4 separate regions of the Drosophila melanogaster genome follow, and all the other regions are linked to region 1. The links are chromatin contacts, called in public Hi-C maps. All regions are on one chromosome and are shown on one strand. The core of a region is the stretch at or near the end of the contact, and the rest is flanking DNA. Distances in the headings are between cores, read along the strand shown. Region 1 holds the start of Rm62 (Rm62,). Region 2 holds the start of Sec8 (Secretory 8). Region 3 holds the start of dgrn (degringolade). Region 4 holds the start of CG2017.

Region 1 (2,527 bases), core at 21-2,520:
TGAACACTCCCAAGGAAAAGTGCGGCAGGGAATTTTAGTACTGAAGAAGGACATATGAACTGGATGTTTGGGTGGCTACGTGTTATCTGCTATTTTTGTCTTTATCAATTGATTTGTTAAAAATGTCACACAGCAACTCCACCTTTTGGAGAGGGTTCTCTCCGAATTTTAAAACCGATTGACCATGGCCTTTACAGTACAATTACGATATACGATAGTTCGTGGTAAGATATTTAAATAAAGTACAGTGAGGTAGTTGGTAAATTTGTAAGAGCTTACAGATACTCATTTTCATTAAAGTGCCGTAAATTTCAATTTTTGGCATTTTGAAAAATAAGTGCATTCTTTACTGGTGTTAATATATGTGGCTACTTAATCCTCCATAGATGCCATTTTATTTTCCAGCATAATATCTATATTTAGCTATTTCCAATCATAACTATGATTCTTTCAATTTAATTCGCTAAAACTCGAGTGAAATTTTCGATTTCTTTCAGACTCATTTTTTAGATGTAAGCAATAAAATTATGTGTAAATTATAAGATTTCTTTAATAAGTATTACTTTTTATAGACTTGAAATGGTCAACAAGCAAGTTCTATGAAATTTTGAAATTAATGATGAAAATTCTGTGTGTTGTACAATATTATATTTTCTTATAAATAATAGGATATATTTTTCCTTTCAGAATATTGAGCCAACCTTATTTTAATTCTTTAAAATATTAGTAAAAATGATGCGAGATTTGCGCTTTTGGTAGATTTCAAAAAATTTGTATTAATTGAAAATGTTAAATAAACCACAAATGGGGTGAGTCTTTGCTAAATGCTCAACACAGAAAGTTGTTTTATGCTTATATTTGTTAAGGTATATTTACTAATCTCCGCACAGACTACGTTTTGGTAGGCTAGGAAATTTAAGACATTTCCGAATATTAGGAGTACGGACCGACGACGAGATACATTTAAAGTTCGTTTCAGCAGAATCTTAAATATTAAAAACTTAGCGGGCAAGTAAATACACCGCGTTCAGCTGATTATCGATAGCTAGGAAATTTAAGACATTTCCGAATATTAGGAGTACGGACCGACGACGAGATATATTTAAAGTTCGTTTCAGCAGAATCTTAAATATTAAAAACTTAGCGGGCAAGTAAATACACCGCGTTCAGCTGATTATCGATAGCAACCAGGTGGTCACTCTAATAGACGTTTTCATGCGAGCCCGCTGCGGTCACACCAACTTCTCGACCGATTTTTCCCCTCCATCTAGGGTCACTCTAATTTTGGACGAGGTTAGGTAAGACACGCGCGGATGCCGCGCTGCGTAGGATAAATCCGTCATTAGCATAACCGCATTGAAGCTAAGTCTTCGGGAAAATGCTTAAGCTTGTGCAATACATAGCCCCCCGGGTGGGCGGCGCCACGCCCCGACCGACTGCCTGCGGCTGGGGCAACTTGCTATTGATTTCCCCGAGAAGTGGCGCGAGCTCCGAGAAATGTATAACGCAACGTCGCCATTTTCTTTTCTCCTCCGCCAGCAGCAGCGGCACTTTCGCTTCTTCTTCTTCGCTCTGCACCGAACAACGACAACAGTTCCACGGGAGTCGCAGGAATCGTGAGACAATACTGTTCCCAAGCACATATAGTAGTCTCCAAGCTCAGTCGCAGCGTGCGTTTCGAGACAGCTCGAAACCAGATTCAGACGACTACGTAGATTCCATCCCGAAAGCAGAGCAGCGGACGAGGACGAGGAAATCGCTTTTCAACGATCCCGACGAAAGAACTGAGGAAATCAAAATTGAAGGAGTAATGTGAGTACGCCGCAAGATTTCATATGAAATGCGTTGGTTTTTTCCACTCACTGTCGCCATTTTATCACCCTTCGTGCCATTCCTCTTTTTTTTTTTTTTTTTCTGTACACCTACGAAGCGAGGTGATGAGTAATTAGTGTGAGCGAAAGAGAGAGTTTGGGGAGAGAGAGAAAAACACATGGTTTGCTAAATTTTGTCAGTCGGAGGTGAGGTTTTCAGCCATTTGTTGTTTTTTTCTTTGTGTTTGCCCCCGCACATCCGCAAAGGAGTAGCAAAAGCAACAAGAACGACAGCGCACGTCATAAAAAGAATTTGCCTGATTTGTGAAACGTGTTCTTGCTTCGTTTGCTATTTTATAGCGTTTTAATTTGTCTGTATGCCCCGAACATGAACACGCGCACTCACACAGCGGCACATACGGACTTGCTTGTATGCGTGAATGCCTGTTGACGGCGGCATTTTCTCGTGCTCGTAGAACAGTTCGAACAGTGTGTGCGAGCGTATAACAGTCGGCGGCTGTCACTGACTAGCGCCGTCCTGCTCACTCGCCAGCATGCCTTTCCATCACATTCTTTCCATGGCTCACACGAGGTTTTGTAGAGATATCGCGATGTTTTTGGTATTGGCAATTTTATAATTTGATGTAACCATCCCGACATAGATTTATACTTACTATGCTTAATTTGGGAAGTGAATGGGGTTAATGGTTTGCTTC
Region 2 (2,527 bases), core at 13-2,512, 250 kb after region 1:
ATCGCTGGAGGGGGCCAACGGATCGCGGCGCCTGTCGCGCGGCATCTCGATGGAGGATTATGACAAGCCCAACATCCGCCGGCTCAGCATCATGAACAGTGAGTTGCCCAAGAAGGAGTAAATTAGACGAGACCACGCCACGCCCACGTTGGTAGATTAAGCTTGATTGCGTATTTAAACTACTTAAACTGGTAAAATACCTTTAGTCTGAGCAAAACGTATATGTGTGAACCCAGAGCCAAACAATCATCCCAAGTGTAACCGCTTTTCCGCGGATTTTAGGCCAAATTCTAATTAGTAATCGCTTAAAGTTTTTAAAGAGTAGCAAACCCAACAACAACACATTGACCATCCGAATCCGAATGGACGGAAATAAGCCGAAAACTGTATTTACACTGTGTACTTAGGATTAGTCTTATGTATGTAACCCCAAGAAGCCCACCTAAGAATCTGAAACAATGTTCAAACATCCATATCTAAATCTTCAACTCGACCGAACTTATCACAACTGCTAAACACGAACTATAAAACGCAATCTATTTAATACCTCCGAATAGTAAACTGTACCTAAACACGTAGAAACTAGAATGGAAAAATCCCAAATGTTACTCCTCTACTCTGTCACCCTTCAACTTTCTAAACTTTCTATAGTGAACAGTCTCAAATGTTGCTATTTTAGTAAATAAAAGAAAAACAGAAAAAATCATATACAAAGTTCGAACAGTCTAAGTTGAGACCAGCTTTGCGAAAGATGCACACGGATTATATATACTCGTATGTATGTGTAAACAATCAAAACCAAAAGCAATTCGAAAACCAAAGAATATTAATTGTCATGTAGGTGTCATGCGTTTTTCAAAGCGAGTATTAAAAATTGTTTTATCGCATTGGCTTTAGCTTAACATTTAGTGAAGACATTTAAGTCGACCAAGCACTCAGATAAGTAGATGCAACTACACCGTTACACAATAAAGTTAAATGAAAACGCCTATGCTGAGTTTTAATTTGTTACTAAATATCTTACACATTTTGCATGGCTGTCAAATTATCGGATGTTTTGGTGGGCCCACCTTTTCACTCATAATTGCTGGCTTTATTCATTTAAATCATGTGCATTAAGCCCACTAAATAACTTTCATTTTATTCTTAAACGTGACTTTGAAAACGTTGTTTTTGGGCGCTTAATATTGAAAATTCAAAAATAGAATAGAACGCCCATCTCTACAAAATTGTCCATCACTAATCCAAACGATAGTTTGACAAGCCTGTGGTATTTCTTGCACTGCTCAAATGGTCACTCTGGTGCTTAAGTGCTTATTTTAACAACAAATTTACGAGCAGTTGCTGGAAAATAATGTTGATACTGAGCTAACCTGTGTCCCTTTTTGACCCGTCGCCCACCAACCAGCCAAGCACATCTTCTCCTTCAACAACGTGTACATGGACGCCCCACCGCCCACGAAGCCCCCTAGGGGTGTGAAGTACGGCAAGGATGAGGTAAATTTCTTCAAGCCCTCGCTGAAAATGGTGTTCATCTCGCGTCACAGTTTTTCCAAGCAATAAACCCATCTGGAACCGCGCCTGCTTGTGTTTTCCTTCGTAGATAATAGTTTTTTAGGGGCCGTTTGCCTGTCCCAAAGTTGCGGGTCCAAAGTTGATGACGACACCATCTGGTTGTTGTTGCTGCCGCACGCCCTCTTTTCGCTTAGCGATATTGCTTTTCTTAGATAAACCATGAGTAATTCCCGGTGGCCGGCTTACTTTTGCAGTCCGCAGGATGTGGCTTCCTGGTCAACGTCATCAAGTCCCTGGGATTCAGCGAGACCACCGAGGAGCGCCAGAAGGAGAAGCAGAAGATCGAGGCGGAATTCAAGCGCTCGGATCTGCGCTTGAACGAGCTGGTCTCGCGGCACGACCAGCAGCTTACCCAGGTGCTGCCCCTGTTCAGCCAGGTGTCCTCGGAGGTGACGGCCAGCCGGGAGCGGATTCATGCAGTCAAGGAGAACCTTGGTGTCTGCAAGCGGCTGCTGCAGTGCCGGCGCGATGAGCTCCGGAAGATGTGGATGGATGCGGTGCAGCACAAGTACGTTCTGGAGATGCTGGAGCAAATGTAGGTCACGCTGCCCTTGTTGTTCATTGAAACGCGCTAACTATATCGTTCCTTTACAGCCAGGAGCTGCGCAAAGTGCCTCAAAGGGTGGTGGGCTACACCGCCAAACGACAGTATCTGCACGCCAGCAAGGCCCTAACTGATGCCCTGACCACCCTCAATGGACCCTTACAGGCCGTCGAGGGCTTGTCAGATTTGCGAACTGACCTGCAAACCCGACGCCAGCAGCTGTATCAGCGGCTGCACGAGGAACTGGTCACCCAGGTGTACACCAACTCGGCCAACGAGGCCCTCTCTTCGTTCCAACGCACCAACTCCAGTAGGCTGAATTCCAGTTTTACTCGGGGAATAGGTGCTCGTCGCTCTACGGATCGCATCGAGGCCAATGCTCGAGTGCGCAAAGCGCTGGCCGAAATG
Region 3 (2,527 bases), core at 11-2,510, 180 kb after region 1:
CGATTCCGAGCGGATCGAACAGGTGGTGCACGGTCCAAATGGGACAGATCTATCACTTCTACTGGACTCGCTACGGAAAAAGTAAGAAACGGTATTCGGTTTATTGCTAGCTCTATCCGCGAAAGCTATCTGGTTTTCACAAAATTTTAAAAAATATAGATAAATTTTGCCTTCAAAAGTAAGTAACCCGGCAGGGTTATAGAAAGAACTATGTCATTGGTTATTGTGGAATTAAAAACATTGTTCATTGTGAAACCCAGATGCGTTCATTTTGATCTGCACTTACTTCTGCGGCGAATTCTACGAGTTGTTGGCGTTGAGGTTCTCGTGGCGAAGGTGTCAATCTGTGCCACAACTTCCTCGCAGTAGCGATTCACTGAAATATGAAACAATTAACAGAAAACTTCGTAATGATTATGGAGTGACATACTGCGATCCAACTCTGCTTCCATCTGGATCACATCCTGGGTAAGTGATCTGATCTGCGAATGAGCATCTTCAGTCGAGACAGACAAGTTAGCCATATTTAAGGGGTTATTGCTTTGCGGTGACTGCAGTTGGTTTGAAGCTTCTCCGACTGAAGATTCGCTGGTATTGGTGGCTGAAGATGAGTCTGATTCCACAGATAAATCACGCTCCACTGGGGATGGGCGTTCCAAGGACGAATGGGAATCAGCGGATGAATCAGATTCCGCGGATGACTGAGATTCCACGGATGTATTGTGTCCCGAATTGGATTCTATGGATGAATGGGAGTCCACAGAAGAGTCGGATACACTGGAATTGGAGCTCGAACTGGATACGTTGCTGTCCGCTGACTGATCAAGAATGGATGAGTTCTACTAAATAAATCAATCATAAATCGGAATTAACTAGTTTAAAGTCCAGGGTATACTTACAAAACGGAAAATAGTCGAATCTGACATTGTTCGAGCAACAAATGACCAGGAAACTTGTGAAATGATTTCGTAGTAAAGACAAAAGCAGGTGAACCCAGATATACATGTGCTTTAGTGCAGATTGAAATGTGCAAAATAGTTTCCTCCTTTCACGCGACCATTCGGTTATTTTAAAGATGACACTTTACGGACATTCGGGAACAAGGATTTAAGATCGACTATCGATTTTTGCGGTATTATACAATGCTGTTTAGAATGACACTTGTAATTCAATAAAAATCAATAATTTATTAAAAATAAAATTTCCGTTTCGGCGAAATTCTTTGATAACAAAATAATTATAAGAAATGTATATAAATATGTCGACATTACAAAACCATACCATCACTATGTAAACGATATTTTTTAGGCGATTAAATGCCATCGATATATACCGTGCCGTGGTAGTGTTAGAAAATTGCGGGAATTAACGTTAAATGCACGTCACCAAAGCAGAATAATAGAATATTTTCGAAACAAAACAAAGTTGGAGACATGGACAAGGATGCGTTTACATTACAGGCCATACGGCAGGACCTTATCGATAACAATCTGCAGGCTAAGGCAATAATACACGTAAGTCTCCGCTATCTGAAGAGAAACCCTCATTACCGAGCTTCTGTTTTTAGGACATCCTGAACAGCCGCACCTCCATCGCCGAACTCGAGGAGCTGAACGAAGCGGGCCGCTCCAAACTGTCTGCTATCCGCAAAAGCATCGAGCGGCTGGACGACTGGGCGCGGGACACGGCAGACTCTGCGCTGGCCAATGAAGTGGACGACCACCGTGATCAGTTCTCCAAAACGCTGCAGGCGTTCCGAAAAGCAAACGTGTCCACGATGCTGGAGATCGAGAAGGCCAATCGGGAGGAGTTAATGGCCATTACCGGCGAGAGTGAGCTACGCCAACGAACCACAACACGGGCGCGGCACAACCAGGGCAGTCTGGTTTCGCAGGAGAACGACGTGACCGAGAAGATGCTGGCTATATCGCGGCACCTCTCGGAGACCACCCAGAAGAGCGCCATCACCCTGGAAACGCTCGTGGCCTCGTCGCAAAATGTGGAGGCCACCAGCGACGAACTGCACCACACGGCCGGCAGCATTAGCATGTCCGGCAAGCTGCTCAAAAAGTACGGACGACGCGAGTGCACTGACAAAATGCTGCTCTTCTTCGCCTTCTCCTTGTTCCTCGCCTGTGTCTTTTACATCGTCCAAAAGCGACTCTTCTAAGACTCCACAAATGGACAAAACCCGTTCCCAAAATAGCTTAAGGTTGTCGCTTCTGTTGTCTAGGTATAGCTAGATTAAGCTTAGCACATGACCATACCTTGTAAGCACAGCTCCTATATTTATATTATTTAGTGATTTGCCTAAGTTGTAAACGTGGTACAGCCAAAGACCCTAGAATAACAAGATGCGTAACGCCATACGATTTTTTGGCACACGATTTTTTGGCCGTGGCTCTAGAGGTGGCTCCAGGCTCTCTCGAATTTTTGTTAGAGAGCGAGAGAGCGAAGAGCGCTACAGCGAACAGCTCTTTTCAACGCACAAAGTGATAGCAGACATCTGTATGTGTGCACACGTATT
Region 4 (2,527 bases), core at 21-2,520, 150 kb after region 1:
CCCGATTCCGGCCAATTCCGACAGACAGACACCTCATTGACGAACGCCAACCAGTTGGACCTGAGCACGCACACACACACACACATACACAACGAATGTATTCTTGAGCATTATTTATTGGATATTGAATGGGTCGGCCCAGCTCGCAGGATTGGGGCAGTTCAAGAGGGGAGCGTAGCCCCCACCCCCCCACCACCCTATCATCCCCCTTTCATTGGCAATTGTTATCAAGGCATTAGCACATCGGAAATGCTATACGACTATATCATACTCAAGACAAGGGCTAAACGACTATAAGTGTTCTAACGTTTGTCATATCAGTTGGGCGATTCAGTTCTTGACTTTCTATCGAAAAAACGTAATTGAAAAAAAGAAATGTATATGCTAAGTCATCGATAGCGATTAGTAAAATCAATGTAATGTCATAATGTTTAAATGTAAAAGTTATAGCATCCAGGTAACTGGTAGAGCAAATCGTAAACTTCCTCCAAGTTTATACATATATAGTAAAGGTCCCCGCTGTAGATAACCAAAATCGAGTGCCAGTAGTGCAATTTTAAAACGATCCCCAACAACCTGTAGCATCACGACATCCCCATGATCCATGTCGAGGTCAGCAGATACTATTTTATGAGCCTCAGAGAGGTCAACGATGTACATACATACATGCAAGCCCAAGTCCCGAAAACAGACAGACATACATACATATACACATCATTGTAACTGACTACATATGTAAAAATGCTTAAAATATTTGTGATAAAGTAATAATGTTAATGATAAGGAATAAAACGTAAATATATTAATGAGAATACATTGAGTTTGAATTAAAGCAATTCGAGTTGTATTTTCATTGCTGGGAGGCACAAGGTTTCCTAAATTCTTTTTTTAGCAATCTAAAAACGTTACCATATCTTCACTCATTTGAATGATTTTTTGATACCAATACAAAATTATTTTGTAGCAAAGCAGATGTTTTTGAGCTTGCAAGATAGCTCCATCGAGATTGGAATTAAGTTCTATGCTGGCTAATAAACTTATTTGAGTAAAATTTACCAAAACGAATTCTCAACACTAAAGTACTAAAGTAAAGTATGGAAATGTAGGACATGCAGATGACCGCCTTCGCAACCCCATTTATTGTTAAAAATACGTTACTATTTAAATTTGAAAAATGTGTGCCGTTCACAATGGACGCCCCGTCAGCCAGTGTTGGTAAGGGTGCGCAGCAACTGGATAGGTCAGTGTCCAAAAGGGACTAACGCGTGGCGAGCATAAACATCTGTTTGTCGGAGTCACAAAATGTAGGAAGTTTATGGTTTATAATAATTGATTGGATTGCTGGCGCAACTTTGGCGTCCCCGAAATTTGAAGTGTGTTGTGAGTGCTTAACCCACATGAGTGCAAAATTGCCATGGCAACGTGAATCGAACACGAACAGCAACACCCACACAGAGACCATTGAAGATCCGCGCATTGTGGCGCAGTATTGCATCAGCAACTGCGTAAGTGCAGCACATTGACTCCATTTTTGTTTTGCTGATGAAATCGCAGCGCGATTTTTGTTTCTTGTGAAATTCCGCTCTATGCTTGCCAAGCTTTTGTTTGTTGGTTGCATGAATTCGGTAAACGCGACAGTTACTTCCCGGAATTCAAACGGAAAGGAGCTTTCCGCGAAGCGTCCTCAATCAATTTCGAGATAGAGATAGAGAATAATAACGCAGCTGACGCGGTCAAAACAAAAGCGCTTGTGTAGAAAATCAAATGCGAAGCAAACGCGGCGAGGACAAGACGCGAAAAGCTGTCAAAACTACGCGCCGAAAAAGGAAAGGGTCTGGTCGATCAGAAATCCGCTACGCAACACAGATTGCGTATCTACATAAAACGTAATAATTTAATTGTGTGGGAGTTATCTCACAATTAAGAAGGTTCGTTTTTAAACTAAGTTTCCTTATTTGAACAACAATCGTAGAACTAAAGAGGTGTGTTTGAATTGTGGAAAGCCAAGCATTAATTGTTGAATAAAATTATCAAACGTCGCGGCTTCGCATCAAAATCGTGAAAAAGTTAACTTTTATAGTTCCAGTGTCGAAGGACGTAATGGCGTGTGACGTAATTAAACATTGTATATCCTGCCTTCTAATTGCAAAAATAAAGTAATTAGAATTAAAACCTATAAATTTACCATTTATCGTTAGCTTTAGTAATTAAATAGGTTCGTAATAACATCCCGCATTAAATATTTAGGTAACTTTCTTCTTGTGGAAATTCACTAAGTTAATTTTTTTAAGCTCAACCCCCACTTGCTAAACAAAAAATACGTTCCATGAAAGAACTCAAACGCCCTAGGGTAAGGTATTGCGAAAGCTTTTGAAGTATTCAGGTGCTTGTTCTTCGGTCAACAAAGCAAAACAATCGGGAGCAGGTTATAAACAAAATCGAAAGGCACCCAAAAGCGGAGAGCACAAGTACGCACACAACTACGAACTACAACTACAAAGCACAGCACTCAGAACCCAGATAGCCG

Evidence for each region. Hi-C and Micro-C count contacts between places; a contact is called where the count stands out from the background.
Region 2: a contact with region 1 is called in a Hi-C map of the Kc167 cell line, with 2.3 times the contacts expected there. The contact joins the promoter of Sec8 here to the promoter of Rm62 in region 1. A contact is called at or near these places in 7 of 107 Hi-C or Micro-C datasets (the D17-c3 cell line, the Kc167 cell line, the S2 cell line and 2 more).
Region 3: a Hi-C map of the Kc167 cell line shows a contact between it and region 1, with 3 times the contacts expected there. The contact joins the promoter of dgrn here to the promoter of Rm62 in region 1. A contact is called at or near these places in 5 of 107 Hi-C or Micro-C datasets (the D17-c3 cell line, the Kc167 cell line, the ML-DmBG3-c2 cell line and 1 more) and 1 of 6 datasets of contacts at active chromatin or transcription factors (the S2 cell line).
Region 4: a Hi-C map of the Kc167 cell line shows a contact between it and region 1, with 1.8 times the contacts expected there. The contact joins the promoter of CG2017 here to the promoter of Rm62 in region 1. A contact is called at or near these places in 23 of 107 Hi-C or Micro-C datasets (the Clone 8 cell line, the D17-c3 cell line, the Kc167 cell line and 10 more) and 5 of 6 datasets of contacts at active chromatin or transcription factors (the Kc167 cell line and the S2 cell line).

What each region holds. Positions count from the first base shown.
Region 1 is chr3R:6,007,322-6,009,848 of dm6, reverse strand. It overlaps Rm62 (Rm62,), which reads left to right and starts at 1,270. Exons shown (of 7, transcript NM_001260010.1): 1 at 1,270-1,298; 2 at 1,543-1,812. The coding sequence starts at 1,811.
Region 2 is chr3R:5,757,732-5,760,258 of dm6, reverse strand. Sec8 (Secretory 8) reads left to right here and starts at 1,262. Exons shown (of 9, transcript NM_169098.4): 1 at 1,262-1,497; 2 at 1,770-2,110; 3 at 2,170-2,527. The coding sequence starts at 1,441. CG2082 reads left to right here. Exons shown (of 9, transcript NM_001260006.1): 8 at 1-98; 9 at 1,409-1,579. The coding sequence ends at 1,563.
Region 3 is chr3R:5,823,348-5,825,874 of dm6, reverse strand. It overlaps dgrn (degringolade), which reads right to left and starts at 1,260. Exons shown (of 4, transcript NM_169112.2): 1 at 900-1,260; 2 at 431-818; 3 at 287-376; 4 at 1-70. The coding sequence starts at 926. It overlaps Sec20 (Secretory 20), which reads left to right and starts at 1,371. Exons shown (of 2, transcript NM_141338.3): 1 at 1,371-1,514; 2 at 1,568-2,527. The coding sequence starts at 1,434. The coding sequence ends at 2,170.
Region 4 is chr3R:5,861,148-5,863,674 of dm6, reverse strand. It overlaps CG2017, which reads left to right and starts at 1,270. Exons shown (of 4, transcript NM_169117.2): 1 at 1,270-1,304. side-III (sidestep III) reads left to right here. Exons shown (of 18, transcript NM_001043216.2): 18 at 1-810.